Linked DNA regions of Mus musculus: regions 1 and 2 are each linked to region 3. A link is a contact called in public HiChIP or PLAC-seq data. All regions are on one chromosome and are shown on one strand. The core of a region is the stretch at or near the end of the contact, and the rest is flanking DNA. Distances in the headings are between cores, read along the strand shown.

Evidence for each region. HiChIP or PLAC-seq counts read pairs in DNA pulled down with a chosen protein or histone mark.
Region 1: a contact with region 3 is called in an HNF4G HiChIP or PLAC-seq map of pancreatic cancer cells. The contact joins two enhancer-like sites. A contact is called at or near these places in 3 of 484 Hi-C or Micro-C datasets (bone marrow-derived macrophages, cerebral cortex and memory CD8 T cells) and 6 of 115 datasets of contacts at active chromatin or transcription factors (the HPC-7 cell line, bone marrow-derived macrophages, effector CD8 T cells and 3 more).
Region 2: an HNF4G HiChIP or PLAC-seq map of pancreatic cancer cells shows a contact between it and region 3. The contact joins the promoter of Atp2b4 here to the enhancer-like site in region 3. A contact is called at or near these places in 8 of 484 Hi-C or Micro-C datasets (bone marrow-derived macrophages, cerebral cortex, cranial neural crest and 4 more), 15 of 115 datasets of contacts at active chromatin or transcription factors (the HPC-7 cell line, bone marrow-derived macrophages, craniofacial prominence and 8 more) and 5 of 9 other capture datasets (adipose tissue, embryonic tail, liver and 2 more).

What each region holds. Positions count from the first base shown.
Region 1 is chr1:133,775,923-133,779,338 of GRCm38.p6, reverse strand. It overlaps a transcript of Atp2b4 not described here. Among named protein-coding and RNA genes, the nearest start is that of Atp2b4, 24 kb to the right of the region's middle. Within about 2 kb of position 1,463, at least 56 of the 459 cell types and tissues checked have an H3K27ac peak or open chromatin away from gene starts, as enhancers often do. A contact at or near this core is called in bone marrow-derived macrophages and pancreatic cancer cells, where this site is marked.
Region 2 is chr1:133,752,330-133,755,773 of GRCm38.p6, reverse strand. Atp2b4 (ATPase, Ca++ transporting, plasma membrane 4) reads left to right here and starts at 2,027. Exons shown (of 20, transcript NM_213616.4): 1 at 2,027-2,685. The coding sequence starts at 2,493.
Region 3 is chr1:133,854,898-133,858,450 of GRCm38.p6, reverse strand. No RefSeq gene overlaps it. Among named protein-coding and RNA genes, the nearest start is that of Gm31515, 3.0 kb to the left of the region's middle. Within about 2 kb of position 1,665, at least 118 of the 459 cell types and tissues checked have an H3K27ac peak or open chromatin away from gene starts, as enhancers often do. A contact at or near this core is called in the HPC-7 cell line, adipose tissue, bone marrow-derived macrophages and 7 more, where this site is marked.

The DNA.
Region 1 (3,416 bases), core at 214-2,713, 79 kb after region 3:
TGGTTTTCTTGAATTCAAGAGTGATGCAGCATCCCTGGGACTTCTGTGGTAGATACAGGCTATCCAAAGAATGCTGGCACAGGTCCAGGGCAGAACCACAGGTTGAGTCATGAAGCCTTAGGTTGGTTCACAAGATGTGTTAACTCTGGCTAGACTTTGGACCACTGTCCAAATAATCTGTCCCTGGCAGCAGAGAGGTTTCACTGTCTTCCTCCTTCCTGGGTGGCTTTGGAAGATGGATGAGAAAGTGGAAGGAAATGTTTGAGGGTTTCCATGATTAACACAGAAGTCTTTTATTATTCTATTACCTCATTCGGTTCCTCCTGCAGCAACACACAAAGAGAAGGAACAGAATGTGTCTCTTAGCTCTAAATACTGTCTTTCATCTTTTTTAAAGTATCCAATAATGTAATTCTGAATACCTTACTGGGTTGTTGCAAAAAATTCTGCAAGACAAGAACTGTGAATGGGTTGATCTCCCTAATTCTCTCCTATGCCGTTGGATGGCTCCAGGTGTACAGAGTACTATTTTGAAGGCTGGAGTGAGGAATCCTGTCCAGTGAGTGTCCTGGGCTCCCGATTCCCAGAAGCTTGGGAGATATATCTCCAGGTCCTACAAACTGAATACTCCTTGGGTGCAGTGGGCCTTCTTTATGATGTAGTGTAAACAGGGAGACTGAACCAGAGAAACGTCCTCCTCAAAGTGGAGGAGAAATCTGGGAATCCTGGGGGTCCAACAGAGGATCCGGGGACTGAATTCCACTCTTGACCCTACAGCTAGCTAGAGAGTAAACCACTTAACCTCTGAGCCCCCGTTTGTCATCTGCTTCTAACCACAGAGAATTGTTATGATAATGTAGAGTGTGAGATCTAGACTGACATTCTCTGGGAAATTAAAAACACTGCGATTTGCAGGCAGATTTTTTTTTTTACCAGATTTGAAAAAAAAAAAAAAAAAAAAGAGATTACTAAAACTGGTGGTCCCCACTGGTAATGGAGAAGGCTGCCTAGTTTCCATTCTGGGATCTCAGGCCCCCACATACTCAGGGGATGCTGTCCGGTTTGCCTAGCCTCATCGATGCTGCTGAGAGGGGGACTCTGGGCTCTCTCTTCTGCCCAGTGTTATCTTCGAAGCTCACACCTCAGAGTGGACCCTGGTTTTCAGCCCCTATCTGCTAATACCAGGTATCCCTTGATTTACAGCTTTGATTAAGCACGTGCATGGTGCAGAGTGCGGAGCTGTGCTCCCAGGAGTCTTGGGGCCTGCACTGGGGCCCTCCAGAGAAACCTTGCTAGAGCCGCTGACAGCACCCGTTTTTGTTTAAGGTTTGGTCCCTAGAGTGGAGGGTGGGGCAGGGCCTTCCCCAGAGTTTGGTGGGAAAAGAGAGGGTGGGGCCTGGGCCGCTAGGTTGGCTGTTGTGTTGTGAGTCACAGGTCCCCTTCTTGAGCAATCACTGCTGCCAGGGTGGAGCTAGTCGCGTTATTTTGGGTTTCTGGGCTGAGCCAGGCCTCAGGGGCTTAGGCCTGTGTTTCCCCAGCTGCTCACCATCCTCAGACTGGGAGCCAGCTGCGCCAGGGCGCCTGCAGCAGCGGGCAGGGAGCAGCAGATCCAGACGTTGTGTGCCCGCCCAAGGCAAGGGCGGCAGCGAGATCCTCATAGGACAAGTCCTCTGCACTAGTCACAGCCCCGGGCCTCCAGAGCCTACGTGGGGTTGGTCTCCTTTAGAACCCAACAAGTCTGACCTGGAAGGGCTTTGCGTTCTGCCCTAGGTTGTTTTATTGTGGATCCCAGAGGAGATGCGAACTCGGGCATGTGGGAACAACTGAGCCTCCTTCCATTGTGAAATGTAATGACTCTCTACAGTCCCCACCCAAAGAGGGAGACCAGGCCTCAGCAACTTAATGGCACCCTTGCTTCAATGCCTCTAACTCAGTAGTGGAGAACGGCTCTGCTTGCCTTGGCTATGCCTTCTCCCAACCACATCATCCTCTATCGAGAATTTCATTCATTGATAAAAGTCTAGTTAGGCTCATGTGTTCAAAGCTGTGTTGACAATAGGAGTTCATGTCAGAGGGCCTTGCCACGATTGGTAGCTTTGACCATACACATGGTTAATACCCCCTTTCCTCCCTCTCTTCTTTGTTACACCCCTCCTCTACCACTTGCCCCACCCACACCAACCTCCCCCTCATTGTACACCACACACACACACATTCATACTCTCTCTCTCTCTCCTCTCTCTTTCCCCTCTCTCTCCCCTCCTCACCCCCAATCCACCACTCCCACTCCTACACTCTCCAAGAGTCCTGCTATGTACCCCACACAGGCTGACCTGAAGCCGAGTGCCCTCTTTCTCCTCCTGCTCTACATTTACGGTCCTCTGATTGCCAATGAGGTTGAGCAGTAGAGCTGATTCAGACCAGGCTCACAGAAACGGTGGATAACCAGAGTCAGCAGGGTAATGGAAGCATGATGGAGACACAGGACACTCAGCTTGACAAGCAGATATGATGAAGAACTGAATAGAGCAAAGGAAATTCATATTGGTTTTTTTTTTTTTTTTCAAGACAGAGTTTTTCTGTGTAGCCCTCGCTGGCCTTGAACTCACCGAGATTCACCTGCCTCCCGAGTGCTGGGATTAAAAGCATATGCCACCACTGCCCAGGTTTTTACTGTTTTTTTTTACCTCACTCTGTAACTGAGGTTGACCTTGAATTCATGGTAATGCTCCTGCCTCAGCCTTTAAATACTGGAATTACTAAAATGAGTCACCATTCCCACAACATTCATTTTGGTTTTTATGACCTTTGCTCTTTCAGAGGTTCTGCAGTTGGAACCCCAAAGCAAATGCTATACCACAGAGGTACAATCCCAGACTCTCAGAAATGAACATTTAAGTGTCTAGTTTAAATAGGATAGTAAAGCTATGGACAAAGTTAGTAAACGAACTTTTTCTGAAAATTTTGACAGAAAAAATGGAAAAGATGAAGATAAAAGAAATATGGAAGTATAAAGGGTTAGAGACTAGAGCCAAACTGGCAAGCCTTTTGTTGTAAAGGTAAATTTTTCAGGCCTTGTGGCCATAGGGTCTCTTCATAACTACCAGTTGTGCACTTATGCCTTGAAAGTGGTCATGGGAGCTGTTTAGATGATAGTTGTGGCTTTGTGTCAATAAAACGTTACTTACAAAGCCAGGCAATCCTCCCATCTTGGCCTGTGTGCTATAATTTGCCAGCAGCTTGAAAAGTTCCTGCATAAAGACCAGATGCTCAGAAATTGATAAAATTCTGTCTCAGATATATACATATACATATGTATGCAATTTGTTTTGTTTTTGCTGTTTTTGTTTTCCTGTCGGTCTCTCTACACAGCCTTGGCTGTCCTAGAGCTCACTTTGTAGATCAGGCTAACCTCT
Region 2 (3,444 bases), core at 778-3,277, 100 kb after region 3:
TAACATTTAATTTTAGAGGCAAGGACTTGCTTTGTACCTCATACTAAGCCTGGGACTTGGAACACTCCTGCCTCAGCGTCCTGAGTGCTAGGATCATAAGAGTACACTACTGTGCCTGCCGATCAAGTTTAGAGATTAGGCATGGAAACTGGGGAGAGAATTTAGTTGGTAAAATGCTTGCATGCAAGGCTGGAGGCCTGAGTTCAGCCCCCATCACCCACATAAAAAGGCAGGGTGGTGGCATGTGCTTGAAATCCCAGCTCTGGGTATAGGCAAAGACAGGAGGATCTCTGGAAGTCGCTGGCCAGCCAGCCTAGACTATGGGGGGCTTTAGGTCAATGAGAGACCCTAGCCCAAAGTTTACCTTTGACCTCTAAGCACATGTATACACATAAAAATGCACACATACCTGTGTGTGCATACAAGTGCGCATGCACAATAAACTAGGTATAGTAAGAAATTAACAAAAATAATTAGCAGAATAATTAAGCAATTATGATAGCATAGTTTGTGAATGTGTGCCCTCTTCTTGTACTCAAGTCTTCTTTCCACGGGATTTGAATAGGAGGGGACTGCTAGTGTGGGTCTTGCTCCTATGCCAGTCTTAATGAGGGAGTTACACCTACTGCCTCAGGGAACCTTCTCAGGATTCCCTGCTTGCTTAACTTGTTGTAAGTCGGGGTATTGGGGAGGTGGATGGAACATGCTGGCTGAGGGGCAGAAGTGGGATAACCTCCATTCCAGAGGAACCTGCCTGAAACAGGATTGGTTGAAATCAGTCAGGAGCTTTGGCCAGATGGGATTTCTGGAGAAAATAAATTGATAAAAAGAGCCAAGTTCTTCTCTGATGACTCAAGAGTTGTATTCACCTTCTAGAAGCAAAAAAAAAAAAAAAAAAAAAAAAAAAAAAAAAAAAAAAAAGCATTTGTTTATTACCTAGCCAATTGGAGTGCCTTGCCAGACCCTGGCAGCATCGACCAATTGCAGGGTGGTTATTTCACCAGAATGGGGCCCTACATACTTGAGCCTCTCCTATCGGAGGAGCTGATATATAACATGTAGCCAGCCCTTGTCTGCAGCTGAGCATAGGGCTCAGCTCAGTCTCTAAGCCACCTTCAGCCCCTCTCATCCCCACATACCCTTAGCTGTGCCTGCACACCCTAGCCAGTATGTGCTCCAGCTAACGTCTATCTTGCTGAGGGAAAAATGCCTACCTTTCTCTGATGTGTCACTATGCTAACATGAGCCCCTCTGGTTGCTCCCTTACCCTGAGGACAGTGTTGGGACCTGTCTATGGGCTGAACAGACTGTTCTCTTATCTCTCCTACACTGGAAAAACTTGAACACTCACTATCTTTCTTCCCAGAGCTCCACCTGGCCCTTATAGAAAAACTGAATCCACCCTGTGTCATAAACTGTTAGCGTGTTTCACTCTTTTCTTACCAGGAAAAGCCTCTGCGAGGGCTTAGCCTTGAGACCAAAATTTGGTGCCAGATAACTGCTGTAGGTTTCCAAATTTTCATACCACTGAAGGCTGAGTGTTCTAAGAGACCTTTTATCAGCCTGTCTTTCTGGATTGTAAATGTCTGTGTTGGGAGTAGAAGGTGCACAAGCAAGCCATGTTTCAGCCCCCTTGGGTCTAGATTCCTTTTCTGATTCTTCTCACATCTTACAGGTAAGGCCAGACTAATGTATCCTATAGGTCAGTCAGCCCATGAAGGGGAGGAGCATTAGAGGTTATAACCTTTTATATGCGAGTTCCTTGAGTTATTTTGTGTGCCTTGATTTGGAAGAAATAAGGCTTAAAGATGATGTTTCTGAGATAAATCCTCTACATTCCCAGCCAGCAGGCCTACCCAGGGCTTCCCATGAGCCTGGATACTGAGCTCAGGCCTCAGTTCTCAGTTCCGTTCAGCCACCAACTGTCATTTAAACCCTTCTTCTCGAGAGTACCTTGCAGATCCTGGATCCTCATGGCTGTTCTAATTGTTCCTTTTTGTCTTTTTTTTGCATCTCTATTCCAGAGGCCTAGCCCTCATCGTTATCCAGGGAGCCCTCCTCTTTTTCCTGACGCCAGCCTACCATCGTAATTGCTGATTGTTGCTAAGGTTGCTTCCATGGTAACATGCTTATCCTGTTTACACTTCTATATGGACAAGAAGTCTAAACTAGGAACCTACCTACTCTGGACAACCATTCCCATCTCCACCCAGAGGACACCAATCATCGTGACACCACGTCCATCTTTTACTAAGTTCCCCCAACCTCTTCCTCTTCTCACTAGTAGACTTAATACAGAAGCAAGGATCTAGGCCGGGTGTTGCTACTCTGAAACTTATTGCACGAGATATTGTCAATTTATCCCCTAACTGACCTCCCAGAGAAGAAAGAAGTGGGAAGAAACGGCGAATAGAAGGCAAGAGACACTGATCAGTTAGAGGGGAAACTCTACATCTTCTCTGGTTGAGAGTCTGGTAACTGAAGAAGGCAAAATGACGAATCCACCAGGACAAAGCGTGTCAGCCAACACAGTGGCTGAGAGCCATGAAGGGGAGTTTGGCTGCACCTTAATGGACCTGCGAAAGCTCATGGAGCTTCGTGGAGCTGATGCAGTGGCCCAGATCAGTGCCCACTACGGAGGGGTACAGGAAATCTGCACTAGACTGAAAACCTCCCCTATAGAAGGTAAAGGCCATTTCAAGGGTTGGGGATTGGGGGCAGTGAGTAGGATTTTGAAATATTTTTGTCTAGCTTCTAGGGAAAGTCCGGTTCTGGAGATCCAATAAGTTGTGTCTGGTCTGGTGGGGAGAGCACAGACCTCTAAAGCCGAGGTGGCCACTGAGGGAGGGCATGAAGAGCTTTCCTCCTCTACCACGTTTAGGAACTGTGATCTCTGAGTCATTCTCTCCTCCTACTTCTGTGTCGGTCCATCGTATGGAGGGTCCTTATTTATTATGTAGATGCACTTATCAGTATAGTCAATGTCCTCACTTAATTAGATTTTGATTACAGAAGAGCTTAAGATGGACATCTTCCTCACACTGATCTTAAAGCTCAATGGATGAGAAAAGACGACAGGAAGTAGTATTCCAGCCATCTGAGTACCTTACTGTACACAGAAATGGGTTGGCATATCATAAATATGTATTTGGATAAATTAATATTTTCTGTCTTGGAGTTTCTGATTTTTTTTAACCCTGTCTAATAAAAATTTTTCCCCACCATGTAGGGTCCAAACCCAGGGCTTTGTACAGCGCCCCGACATTAATCTGTAGCCTCAGCCCACTGTTTTGCTTTTTAATTTAAGACAGATTCTCAGTACATTGCCCAGAGTGGACTTGAGCTCACTCTACAGTACAGGCAGGATGTCAGGTTATGATGTTACAGGCCAGGCATATATCTTATAAGCTCTGAGTTCAGGTATTTGAAATAATGTTTATAGCT
Region 3 (3,553 bases), core at 416-2,915:
TGCATGAGTGATTGTATCGCCTGCCATTTCTACTAGGTCAAGGTGAGTGGGGCCGTGTTACCTCCGGTTTGTTCAAGAGTGTGGGTCCTTTGTATACTGGAAAGCAACAAGTCTTGGGGGAAGGTGTTGAGTCTTAGCCCTAGCAACCTCACCTGACCTCCGTTGAGATCAGTGAAGAGAGAGGAGATAGGAGGTCCGGATGTCTAGGCTCAGAAGAGTCATCTTGCTCATGAAACCCAAGTCCCACATAAAGCTGGCTGACATGGTAAGATCTCTGTCCCTACAGTTGTGTCCTCTGCTCAGTGAGGTAGATATTCCAATGATGTTGCACACCTCCTATCCTAATGCTCCGGAGGCTGAGGCAGGAGGAGACCTGTCTGGGCCTCATGACAATACCCTGTCTCAAAAGCAAGCAAGCAAGCAAGCAAGCAAGCAAGCAAACAAACAAACAAAACAAGACAGGCATCTGGTTGCTGTCATGGTAACAGGCTGAACTAGGATAGAGGCACACCCCTTCTCAGCCACGTCTCAGGAGAAGCAGCTCAGGACTCAGTTTGGCAGTTCCACAGTCATAGCGACCCAAGCTCAGCCAGTCTTGTCAGCCTGCTACCCTCAATGTGTGCATTCTCTCTTGAGGCCTCAGATGCCTGCTCCTGCCGTCACGGACAGGTCTAGACAGGGAGAGCAGAAGTCTATGTCTTTCTCTCAAAGATGCTGCCCAGAAGTGATACCCATTTCTTCCTTCCTCCCATTTCCGTGGGCTAGAGAAGGCCGAAGCTTTGCACAGGAAGCCAGGAGAAGCAGGCTTGGACTAGGGAATCAGGTGTCTCCTTAAGATTCTGCTTCATGGCTAAAGGAAGAAGAAATGGCCAAGCCATGAAGCTCAGTAGTACAGTGCTTGCCTAGCGGATTCCCAGATTGGTCTTGAACTCACCACACTCCACCTGCATCAGCTCTCTGAGTGGTGGGATCACAGATGTGCACCCCCATGCCTAGCTTTGCCTCAGACTTGGATGCTGAACTCCAAGGTGCCTTCCCTCTTTCTGCCAGCCTTTGGACAGGACCGCAGTTCAGCTGGCTTCTGTCCAGCCTCCTTCCTTCTATCCCTTCCACGTGCAACTTCTGGAATAGGCCCCTGTCCCTAACATATCTCTGGAGAATCCAGGTCCTCAAAATGCTAACCTGGACTTAACCTTGGAAACAGACACTCTGCGTGGACTCTGCTGTCTATGACCAATAGACTCTACCAACTGGCCCAGCAGGCCCCTCAACGATACAGGTCTCCCTCTCAACTGTACAAGTTCCTGCCTCTTCTGACCCTCTGCCAAGGAACCCCCCACCCCCGCGTGCCAGCCCCCCAGAGATAGCAAGGAGGGTACAGTAGGCTTGGCCTCAGCATCCACAAGGAGGCAGCCAGCCTGAGGAAACAAGTCACTTCTCTTTGACCTTCCCTTCCAGCTTGGCTCACCTGGGACATTAACCATGTCACCCCTACACATTCCTTTTCAAAGCCACCCCTCCTCCCTTGCCCAGTCTCTCTCCACCATTTCTCTGCCCCAGGCAGGCCTGACACCAACTAAAGAACCCTACCCCCCAGTTTCTGGCTGGGACCAGAAAGGGCTGGGTAACCCTGGGCCTTCCCGGTAACCCACAGATCAAGGACTAAGTAGTAGCCTGGTTCTGCTTTGATGAGTTGACGCCACTTTTTCCAATCACGAGGGCAGGTAGAGGCCAAATTTTCATCTGGAAGAAAAGAGAAAACCAGGGTGGGGGGTGGGGGCTGGGGGTGGGGTTGGAGGATAAGGAGTGGTCCCAAAGGCCAGGATACCTCCTGCCATGTTTGGTTTGAACTGGTGGATGACTTAAGGAAGAGCAGATTTCAAAGCCATTTTTTCTTTAGAGAAAATCCATGCAGAAAGGAGAAGTGTCTTTAAAACAGGAACCAGGTTCACGACGGGGAGAGAGAGGTTGGGGAGAGTTATAAAGGAATCAACGTCCAGCAGCACCTGCCCCACCGCCAACGAATGCCCGCAGCAGCTCAACCCCCAAGTCCCATGACCCTGCCTGACCCAGGGTGGCAGTCCCTATGCCTTCTGCTCTTGCTGCGGCTGCCCACTGGGTCAGTGTTAGGTCTGTGACTGGAGGTCCCAGCAGGAGAGAACCTCCCATCGCTGTGACTCAGTAGACAGGGATCCCGGGCGTCCACAAGGGATTTACATGCATTTGCCTAAGTTATGCATCAGCACAGACTCATGCTCTATATTTAGTCATAAGGGAATACGTCATCCTTTTTCAAACTGAAATGGTATAGTCAGAGGTCTCCTCTTCAATTTTGATGCACCCATAGCTATAAGGAGGGAGATACAATAATCTGAACAATTGAACAAACCCTAGGGCATCCCAAAGAAACGTTCCCTCTCCCTTTCTCCCACTGGTGAAATTTCACAGCCAACAACTTTACCAGGTGAGAAAGAACCCGGGTGAGAGAGTTCTCAGGAATTAACCACTAAGCCTGCTGCGTTTGCTGTGAAAAGCAGGGTGGCCACAGGATACAGACGACAACTCGGCCGAGAAAATCAGGCTGCAAAAAATTAGCTTCTTCCCTTTCCTCTCTGGCCCCTTTATTTGCAGCTTGCAAGTTGCCTGCAGGTGGGCGATTCTGGATGCAGGGCACTTTGTAGGGTCAGGGGTCACTAATGAGTCATTCATCACCACAGGCCTTAAAGTGCTGATAACAACAGCAGTGTGATCAAGTCCTAACAGGGTAAGAAGGCAGAATCAGGTAGGGCACTGTGGGAACACAGAGAGGCAGAGTCTTACCCCAGAGAGTAGGTGTAGGGGCTGAGTATTTCCAGAAAAAAAAAAAAAAAAAGTAAAGGAACTCTTGAAGAATAAGGAGTGGGTGGTGCCCAGGGCTTTTAAGCAGGGGGAAAGGCATGAGCAAGGATGGAGGCTTGAAATAGCACATGGCAGAAACAAGCCTGGCCACCCAGGCGGCGCCGGCTACCAAGGAGAACCTCGAGCATCCACCTCGGGCTTGACATCATCCTCAAGCGGTTTTAAGCTAACAGAGGTTTGGTCCTTTTGAGCATGCTGTCTCTGATTCTTCTTCGTAGGGCTGGCTGGCTGGAAGCCAGCGAGGAGGCTGTTGCAAGCATCCAGAAAAGCGAAGCATGCAAGTCAGGACCAGGAGAAAGAAGAGAAGCAGAGCTCAAAAAAAAAAAAAAAAAAAAAAAAAAAAAAGCAAACAAACAAACCCTAGAAGGTGAATCGGGGTTGGACCAGCTGAGTGGGTGGGAACCAGAGACATGGGAGGGTCCGGGCTACCTCCGAGGTGCACGCTGATGTTTTGTTTTGTTTTTGTTGTGTTTTGTTTTGTTTTTCTGTCAGAGGACTGAAAGCCAGGGAGGAGGAGGCTACCAGGGAAACAGAGGGAAGGGCAGGTTTTGTTTTTTTTTTTTTTTTTAACAGCCAAATAGAGCTGTTAGGCGCCACTCAGGCTGAGAAGCGCCGGGATTGGTGGTTCCGCAGCTCCAGCTGCTTTCAAACGCAG